Regions from separate parts of the Mus musculus genome. Here all the other regions are linked to region 2. A link is a contact called in public Hi-C and HiChIP or PLAC-seq data. All regions are on one chromosome and are shown on one strand. The core of a region is the stretch at or near the end of the contact, and the rest is flanking DNA. Distances in the headings are between cores, read along the strand shown. Region 1 holds the start of 4933425B07Rik (RIKEN cDNA 4933425B07 gene). Region 2 has its middle 31 kb from the start of D330046F09Rik. Region 3 overlaps 4933425B07Rik (RIKEN cDNA 4933425B07 gene).

Region 1 (3,352 bases), core at 531-3,030, 67 kb before region 2:
AATAGTCTTTTCTAAACACTCAGTAAGTCTGGGCACCCTGGTAAGTACTTTACAAAGATTATGCCTCTCGGTTCTCATGACTGTAGGAAGTTGGTTACCTCTGTGGTAACCTTTGTTGTATGGTTGAAGAAACTAGGGGTTATACAAGATAATTGATCCAAATTTGCCAAACCAATGAAATTAAACTAAAAGAGGAAGGACTTGCCCTGATTCTCGGAGAACACAAACCTGTGAGCACTCTTGCTGCAATAATAATTAATAATAATAATAATAATAATAATAATAATAATAGCGAGTTAGGGATAGTATACATGCCTTTACTGCTACCACCATAGAGGCTGACGCAGGAAAGTTACAAGCTAGAAGCCAGCCTGGGCCACATCGAAATATGGGCAGAACTGAGCAGATGTCAGATCTGGAGGCAAGACTGTGGGAGACTGCAAGCTAAAGGAGGGTAAGAGGACAAGCCAACAGGGTCCACTGAGACCCAAGAAGGCTCAGAGCCATGGAGACCTCATGAGTAAGCCAGGGGGTTCAGGCAGTCTCTCTGTGCCTGCAGTAGGCCCATGGATGCTGCAAGTAAAGGTCACTCCCACCCAGAGCCAACCTTAAACAGAGTCAGGTCTGGAGTCTTAGAAAACTAGCCTTGGGGGGCTGGGGACGGGGTGGGGAAACATATGCTACACATACTAGAAACCTCTTGAGCAAAGGAGACCTGTCTCCACCCTCCTGGCCAATGAGAAGACTGCTTTCTAGGGGTATCTTTGAGGCTGAGGAGGTCTGGGCACCTGTCATACATTAGGTGGAGAGTAGGGAAGGGCTGAGTCATGCTGGGAGGCCAAACCTTCCCATCACTCCCTGCCCTGTCCTCCTTCTCCCCCACTGGAATGACTCAGAGGAACAGCTAAGGTGACTCAGAGAGAAAGCCTTCCCAGTTCCCAAGAAAACACGCACTCGGCCAACAACGAGGTGTATTTCCTTGTGGCTGTGTTATTTTAATGGCAAATGTGTCTCCATAACGGAGCCAACATCCTAGCCAAACTACTCTGGGCCAAACCACGCTGGGTCACACGGCAGGCCACTTTTAGTGGGGAGTGACTGTTTACAATAAATCCAGGCAGGCCTTAAAATGTCAATTTATTCTTCCTAAAAGCTGAACCACACCATGAGAAATGATTGAATCCATCAAGGGACTCCAAGACTCATTATTTTAAGTGGGACGACCAGTTATGAGGGATGTTAGCAGCTGGAGCCCTAGGGAAAGGCTTGTGTGACTGTGGGGAGGCCAGGGTGCCAAGACCCAGAGGTGGATGCTGCCCAATTCTTTCTTCATTTGTCCTCCTTTCTCTGATTCTTGGCTTTGGACTGCTGTGTACAACACTGCCTCTAACACCTCTCCTGGATGTGGAGTTAGGAGATGAAATATCCACTGTTGTTGTTCTAGGTCGCCAAACACAACATAGGTGACGGCTCAAAACTACCTGCAGAGATGTTTCCTTTATGGTCACTCTAACTCTCCTCCTCATCTTCCTCCTCCTCCTCCTCCTCCTCCTCCTCCTCCTCCTCTTCCCATACCCACTGCCCAAGTTTCAGAATCTCTATTAACAGGAGAGGCATCGGAAGGCTTCCAGACATCTTCCTTCCTACTGGCTTACCTTGGTCAAGACTCTAAAGAGAATGATATGGCAATTTCTATTTTCTGTCCCCTCCTTGTCCTCAACCCTGTTAGCATCGGAAGCTGTTTACAGCCAGCCTCTGAATCTATCGATGACATCATCCCTAGGCGACAAGGACCCTCATGCATCTGTTGCCATAGCAACTGGCACACACCTCCTGCACATGCATCACCTTTGTTACCTACATCACGGCCCAGATAAAGGACACAAACCCCAGTCCATAGCCCTCCTCTCTCTCTCTCTCTCTCTCCTCCCCCCCCCTCTCTCTCTTTCTCACTTCCCCTCTTTAAAGAAAGACCTCCCAAAGTGAGAAATGTGCTGGTGTGGCATGATCTGTCCAGGAATATACCACTTTTCAACTAACAAACCCAACGTTAGGTGACTACAAATAACTTCCTTGAAGCTTCCTCCCTCTTTGTCCTTTAGAGAGTCCTTCAGTGCCATCCTACAGATTAATTCACACCGGTCAGTAGGGTCTGGGTAACTTACTGGCCATCTGCACCAGTCTCTTAGGTGGTGACAGAGAGAAGAAACCCTTGTCTGAAAAAAATATTCTCTGGTAAAAAGACAGTGTCTGTTAGAGTGGGGTCCTGAGGAGTCCCCAAGTTCTTACCTGGTATTATAAAAGTGCCTGGAGCTGGGGAGGGGCTGACAGAGGAGTCTGGCAGGCTGAAGGGCCACACATTCAGTCTCTGGGCAATACAAGGCCTCAGTTATCATCTTGTGAGGATGCAGGCCCCTCGTGAGCCTCTAGCCATCCCAGAGGGTCTAGACAGAGAACTCGTCTCAGTCTTCCTTACTCCAGTATATTTTTAAGTAGGCAATCTCAACATGCATAGGTTAGCTACTGAAAAATATGCCAGCATAGGGCTGCAGAGATGGATCGTTGGGTAAACTGGTTGGCAGGAAATACGAAAAACAGTTGGGATCCCCAGCATCCGTGGGAATGCTAGGGAGGCATAGCAGCCTACTATCTACTCCAGTGCTCTAGGGATGGAGAGAGGATCCCTGGGTCACACTGGCTAGCTGGACTAGCAGGCTCATCAGGTTGTAGGATCAATGTGGGACCCAGCTTTAATATATAAGGTGGAAAACAATCAGGGAAGGTACCTCTGATCTAAACCACACACACACACACACACACACACCAAAGTAATTAAATAGTCCTCATTAGCAAGTTGCAATTGCTTTTAGCTTTTCCTTGACCCTGCTATGTGAAGAATCAAAATGACCCACACTAATGTTTGCTAATATCAGGAAGATGTAAAGTGGTTTTAGTCTGTGGAGTTGGGGGTCCTCTCCCCAAGGGACCAGGTAGACAAGGTCAGCCTCTAAGCACCAGACAGCTCCTGGTTTGCGGGGTCCTGTAAATCTGCCGACAAATGAAATGGAACTCCTGTTCTTCCCCTGACCTGTACACCTACCTCCAGAACGAACTCTCAGACAGCCTGACACTCGTGACAACATCAGGTGCCACTCCAAAATTCTACTTGAACTCACTGCCGTGGTGCATGTTCCACTCTGGTCTAGATCTCACTCGGACAAGTGTGTGCCTCAAAGGCCATGCCTGTATTTGAGAAGTTGGAGAGGTTAAGTATCTAAATACTGAAGGCCATGTCTTCAATTTACAGAAATTCCTGATCACAGAAACATTTTTCACTCTAGTACTTCAGCCC
Region 2 (3,052 bases), core at 103-2,602:
CAGCCTGGGCATGCTCTCCCAGGGGAAAGCCAGAGAGCTGGCCTCTGGATCCCGAAGCAGGCACACCACCAGCCTCTTCCGAAGATTCGATCTGGGAGTCAAGCACACCGGACGCCTGAGATTTCACCATAGACCGATGGGACTGAAAAAAGTGCTGGCCCTGGCTTTCCATTCTTTGATCACCCCTACTGGCCAAGGGAGGCTCCTGCTGTGGGCACCTGATTGCTTCCCTTGTAGGGTCTGCTATGCTTAGGGCCACCCAGCTCCCCCAACAAGAATCAGAACACCCTGAAACAGGTGTCCGCTCTGTCAGAATCCTCCACCTGGTGGACGCGGCCAGAAAGTGCTTGCCCTGCAAGCGTGAGACCCTGCTGCTGTGTTCAGTCTCTAGTACCCACACAAAGGTGAAGAAAGGCTGGGATGGCCGTGAGTGCGGGAAAGGTGGACTTCTGTGGCTCACTGGCTGGTCAACCAGCCTACTTGACAAGTTCCAGGCCAGTGAAAGAACCTGTCTTGAAGAGGAAAAAAGAAAGGAGGGGACAGCACCTGAGGGTGTCCCCGCCCACCATACGCAATGTGTGGCCACATTAATATACACACTCCAAGAAAAAAAAATGTGACAGGCACAGTGACGTCCTGATACACTGGCCTCTCTCTCTCTCTCTCTCTCTCTCTCTCTCTCTCTCTCTCTCTCTCTCTCTCTCTTTGTTTTTTTGTTTGGTTGTTGTTGTTGTTGTTGTTGTTTCGAGACAGGGTTTCTCTGTATAGCCCTGGCTGTCCTGGAACTCACTCTGTAGACCAGGCTGGCCTCGAACTCAGAAATCCGCCTGCCTCTGCCTCCCCAGTGCTGGGACTAAGGGTTTGCACCACCACGCCCAGCTCATACAGTCCGACTGGTTTGGACCATATACTAAAATTCCAGAGACCGAAAAATGCACAACTGTCCAAAGCTGTCTTTCTACCCAGAAAAACGTACTTCCAAGAAAAGAGGAGAAAGCAAGAGAAACGTAGTTACGTGTCTTGTATTGATATTAACCAAAGTCAGTCTACTTCTGCTCGAAGGGAAGTGGGCCACAGAAAACCTTCATTTCACTCCCAACAGTTGAGGCTGATCAGCAGGCAGATTGAAAATTGAAGACCAGCCTGGATGTGGGGGTCAGGGAGCAGGCTGGAGTGGGGGGCTGGGGGGGGTGTACTCCTAGAAAAGAGACTCAAATGTTTAGAGATGAACACACAGCTGATCTCCAGCCCCAGTGCAGACACTGACCACAGACGTGGTACTTTCTGAGAGACCAGAAGCTCCAGGAGGATCTGACACAGGAGCTTGGCTAGGGAGCCTTTGCGCTTGCGCAAACTCTGTTGTTTAAATAGTGTCTCTTAGTCACCACTCCTGCGCTGGGTGCCAGGATTTAACAGCCCAGTGCGATCCTATCGCAAATTTCCTGGCCCTCCTCACTTTACCTCCGAAACCTGTTTTGGTGACTGATGCAGCCTTATCGGCCCCTTCTACCCTTCCGATTGTGGATCGGATCTCCTGCCCAGCATTCCTGTCTTCAGACTGGCTGGCTGGAGGCATTTCCCTTCCCTGCTCAACAAACTTGTTTTCTGGAGCCTGGAGGACAGGAGTGGGGGCAGGGAGGAGGAAGAGTAAGCTTTGTTGGTTTGTTTCTAACACAGGCTAAGATCATTGCTTTCTGGGAAGTTTCTAGATGTTTCTGGGTATCAAACTGTTTGTTTTCCAAGGTGAGTGTCCCGAAGTTAAGGTAATGTCAGCTGAATTATACAAAACAACTCTACCTCCCTAGAGAGAGCAGCCACCAAGAGAAACACGGTCCTTGCCTTTGAGCTTGTTGAGTAGGCAGGAAAGACAGCAGAAGTCTGCCAAACACACTTTGTTCTGTTTTCTTCAATTTCCCCCCCATCCAAAGCTTACTGGTTATGAAATATTAACCAGTAAGGTTATATAGTTTCCCCTTTAATCTCAGAAGCCAATTTCTGAGAACTACATTTTTTTTCTTGTGGTGGTGGTCTCAAACTTGTGACCCTCCCGTGCCAGCCTCCTGAATCATTCACCGCATCTCTCTACTCCACGTCACGGTAATCACAGTTATAAGGGGGTATAAATTAGGGGTATAAGACGCTGAGACATGGCGTTTCCTCTAGGCAAAACTAATCTGACACATATACCAGATTTACCTGGAGGATTCTATCCCCGCTCTCCTCGGCAAGCAATTAAAACTCTGTTCTTCCACAGTCTGTAAAAACAGACTTGTAAGCAAGTGCAGATTCAGATCGCTGGATCACAATGGAGTCGATCCACAGATACATAACATCTAATAAAAAAAAAAAGTGACTACAGACCCTAAAGGACATGCACCTCCCCTGTTTGTTTAGTGGTTTGCTCCTCTTATCAGGAAAAAGAAAAAAAAGGCGTGTGAAGAATTTTGAGAGTTGAAAGATACTTGTGGGGGTGGTCTGTGGTGTGTGGTGTGTGTGTGTGTGTGTGTGTGTGTGTGTGTGTGTGTGTGTGTGTGTGTGTGTGTATACAAGCTTGCCAAGCAGGCTTCTTGCAGAATTCACTTACCAAGAGTGTAGCCTGTTGTTGTGGAATCTGGGAGGCACACACTCTGATAACTGCTCCCTCAAGAACCCCAGCCGTTACCATGTGTGAAGATGGTGAGCAACCGTTCTCATTCCCCAAGGCATGAGCCCCACGGCACCAGCAAGGAATCCCTCTCCCCGTCCGCCATGTTCATACAGCATCAACAGAAGGAGTTCCCCAGGTTGGGAAGGAACAGGACTTTGGGTCTGTGGGAAAATGGCTCTAAGGAATCACTACAAGTTTCTTCCCCTACATTTGTTTTATGCCCTATGCGCCAGGTGCCTGCAGCATCTTCCCACTTGTAGACTAAATACACCCTTTGTATAGTGTGTCTAAGCGCCCCATCCCCAGCGATGAGCAGCTTCAAACCCTCCCAACTTTAAGGAATATGATGGCCTTGGGATGCCATACAAGTTACTCCAATGAGAAAGATCAACCGTCAACGATCCT
Region 3 (3,061 bases), core at 32-2,531, 99 kb before region 2:
AGCTGCTGGAATGTGCTCCCAAATGATGTGTTCTGGTTGAAATAAGTGCAGAAAGGAAAAATCTCCCTTAGCTCTTCGCAGAACTCAGAGAGGAGCAGCTCTCACTGCATACCGTTCTCCTTAGCACTCACACACTTGGCAGGTACCATCTTGCCAGTTCCTTAAGAGACTTGCTTACAGAGGTTGATACTGGCAGCCGATCCAGACTCCGAGATACAGCTGGGGTCTGATGCCTGCAGAGGGAAGGGAGTCTAGCTGAAGGTCTATAATTTACCTGTCTGATACCAGATCCCAGTGAAGGCTTCATTCACCCTCCAGAGCAGCTTCGTGATGGGGGCCCAGCCTTGGGGTGGGGGGCTATCTACCCTCATTTTAAGGCCTTGTAGTCATTTCCTCGCTAGTGTGAGGGAAGGTTTTGTACAGTTATAAAAGAATAGAACACTCTCCTCTTAGTTCCTAATATATTATGTCCTCCCCTGCCGAGTCCCGGGACTTAGTCTGGATTTGGTAACTAAAGTAATATAAATGTTAGCTAAGAAGCATTCCCGCAATATGGTTCCAATTTAGGCTTGTTTTGAAGTCTAAAGGCCCAATATGTCTCGTAGATTCTTCGCTGGACATTAGCGTTAATGTAATTTGCGGAGGAGCACAGGCCAGTGAAGAAGGGAGGCCCTAGCCCTCTTTGGATGGGATCTGGGCCTTTCCCATGGCCAGGAGTTGCCTGTGCTTGCCTAGAGTACCCTAGGTCTCGGGGTTCACTCTGGAAATTGCCCTATACTTGAGAGAGTGATAGAAGAAGCATATGGGTGCAGTATCCTGTTCCCAGAGACCTTGCCCTGACTCTGCAAAGGAACATTCCCAGGCCAAGGCAAGCCTCCCTCTGCAAGCTGTTTGCACTTTACTTCAATAACGGCTCTCCCCTAGTTTCACGCATGCCTTTTCAGAGTCAAGCTAGGCACCCCCTTGCGGGGGCGCCCACGAGGACCCCGCAGGCCAGCTCACACCCCCTTCCTAGGTGCCCCCACCCCTGCATTCCCCGTAATGAGCATCCCCCCACCCCCTTGGAACTGCCTGCCCTTTATCTTGCTGGGGGGACCCGCACCTTTTGAACTGCCATCTGTAGATTGTGTTGGTGCAGTGACTTGTTAACTGTGCCATGCTGTGAAGGAAATGGCATGATTTAGATCAAGTGCTCAGGACGGCTGTTCATAAGAAACACTTGAGCCAAGCTGTTGCTGCTCGGAGCGTGCCCTGGGGAGACGGGTTCCGTTTTGGGTCACGGTCCTGCCTTGTATGAGGGCAGGCGCAAAGCAATCCCGGACTTCACTGGGGCTGCAGGGAGGGGGGAGGGGAAGGGCATTATGAACCATGAAGCTGCCAAATTAACTTCTCACCCTTTCAACCACACTCCAGAGAATAAAAGCTGAACATGTCTGCCTCAGAACCAGGCTCGGTTTATGCCAAACAAGTTCTTTCTCTAATTTATCAGCCCAGCTAGCTATCCTAATTACGGGAAATTTCTGCTGTTTATGCAACCTCTTTCTGAAGAGGTACAATGAATAACCAGCTGGGAAATGGCTCGTGGGGAGTTTTGTGAACTGGGACTTCACCCCAAAACTACCTATCAAAGAAAATAAAAATAAACTGCTTCTGGTTCTGACGGACCAAAAAAAAAAAAAAAATTGAATGGAGGAACCACGGCAGGTAAACGTAGGTCATTAAGTCCTCTGAAATGGCAAGTATCTATATGTGAAATCTAATTAGAGACAAAGGTGAGGCCAAGACAGTGTTATAAAAAGGGAGCCTTTGGCTTCATTCATCAACTCTCAGGCTAATTCCACGGACACCCATTTGTCCATTATATGGAAATAAATGATTAGGGTCATTCTCTAAGACAAATTTACTTTTCTGCACACTCTAAATCTGTTTAGTCAGTTTAAAGGTGTCAATTATTGGAACAGGCTAAGACTATGAATTTCTTAGTAATAGCTTTAATAACGTTTTGAAATGAAAAGCAGATACCTTGAAATCAGCCTGCTTTGAAAAGACCTATGAGGGGCTCTGGTTTTCATTTGTGTGGCGTTCTACATCTGGAATCCCTTATAATTAAAACTAAAAACCGAACTACTACTTCCACCTGTCAAATGATGAAAAGATGGATGCACTAATAAGTTACTAAATAGCCCAACATGATCGAGTTTACATTGGAGTCCGCTACAGTAAAACAGAACTCTGGACAGGAGGCTAAAGGTCTCGGTCATTACTAATAACACTCTCGGCATTAGCCTGTGCGTCCTGCTGTAACTACTGGCGGGGTCTCTTAAAATAAGAGTGGCTTGTTGGGAAGTCTTTGTTTAAAAAGGAAACATAAACTTCAGAAAAGAATATTTAAAACACATAAACTGACCAGACTTTGCTTCCCAAAGTTTGTTTGCAACACTTCTGAAACTCTTTTTTCCGGGGCTTCTTATAGCAATGCCATGCAGCTGCTAAATTTGGTACGCACAAATGTCTACCAAACATTCGTGTTGAAACAAACAAACAAACAAACAAACAAACAACCCACCCTTGTGCCAGCCCTGGAGATATGGCACTGAGTAAATATGTACCTTTCTTTGTATGTAATGTAGAAATAGAAAAGCATGCAATAGTTTCCTCTTTCTTCAGAATGAATAAGCAAGTATGCTTTTGCCTAGATTCTGTTAAGAAGCGACAGCTCTCTCAAACCTCTCTCTGTCACTCCAACTAAAACAACAATGGTCATTAAGGTGCCCTTGGACTGTCACTGACATTCAGAAGGTTAATTATTCTCAAAGGTAAATCCTGAGTTGTAATCCCCTCTGAAGCTGTTGGCTGGGACTCCCAAGTTCGAGCTGTGTGGGCGGCCCCCAAAGGCTCATTCTTCTTGTTACACAAGTCAAGCTTTCCTGTCATGAAGTAAAAATGGAAATATCATATTTTGAAAAGAGCATCAGTTCTCCTGGAGGGAAAAAAAGTATTGGAGCATTTTGCTGGTGATGGAAAGGTCTTTCCATGGGCTGGGCACTGCCTGGAGAGAAAG

The links. Hi-C and Micro-C count contacts between places; a contact is called where the count stands out from the background. HiChIP or PLAC-seq counts read pairs in DNA pulled down with a chosen protein or histone mark.
Region 1: an H3K27ac HiChIP or PLAC-seq map of a colorectal cancer cell line shows a contact between it and region 2, with 4 times the contacts expected there. The contact joins the promoter of 4933425B07Rik here to the enhancer-like site in region 2. A contact is called at or near these places in 8 of 484 Hi-C or Micro-C datasets (the HL-1 cell line, embryonic fibroblasts, liver and 4 more), 1 of 115 datasets of contacts at active chromatin or transcription factors (a colorectal cancer cell line) and 1 of 9 other capture datasets (embryonic stem cells).
Region 3: a Hi-C map of liver shows a contact between it and region 2, with 3 times the contacts expected there. The contact joins two enhancer-like sites. A contact is called at or near these places in 13 of 484 Hi-C or Micro-C datasets (cerebral cortex, cortical neurons, cranial neural crest and 6 more) and 3 of 9 other capture datasets (embryonic stem cells, embryonic tail and embryonic trunk).

The regions. Positions count from the first base shown.
Region 1 is chr14:46,635,643-46,638,994 of GRCm38.p6, forward strand. 4933425B07Rik (RIKEN cDNA 4933425B07 gene) reads right to left here and starts at 1,781. Exons shown (of 5, transcript NR_046460.1): 1 at 1,656-1,781.
Region 2 is chr14:46,703,024-46,706,075 of GRCm38.p6, forward strand. No RefSeq gene overlaps it. Among named protein-coding and RNA genes, the nearest start is that of D330046F09Rik, 31 kb to the left of the region's middle. Within about 2 kb of position 1,353, at least 79 of the 459 cell types and tissues checked have an H3K27ac peak or open chromatin away from gene starts, as enhancers often do. A contact at or near this core is called in the HL-1 cell line, a colorectal cancer cell line, embryonic fibroblasts and 3 more, where this site is marked.
Region 3 is chr14:46,604,085-46,607,145 of GRCm38.p6, forward strand. It overlaps 4933425B07Rik (RIKEN cDNA 4933425B07 gene), which reads right to left. Exons shown (of 5, transcript NR_046460.1): 4 at 1,103-1,159; 5 at 1-233. Among named protein-coding and RNA genes, the nearest start is that of Gm41146, 21 kb to the right of the region's middle. Within about 2 kb of position 1,282, at least 21 of the 459 cell types and tissues checked have an H3K27ac peak or open chromatin away from gene starts, as enhancers often do. A contact at or near this core is called in liver, where this site is marked.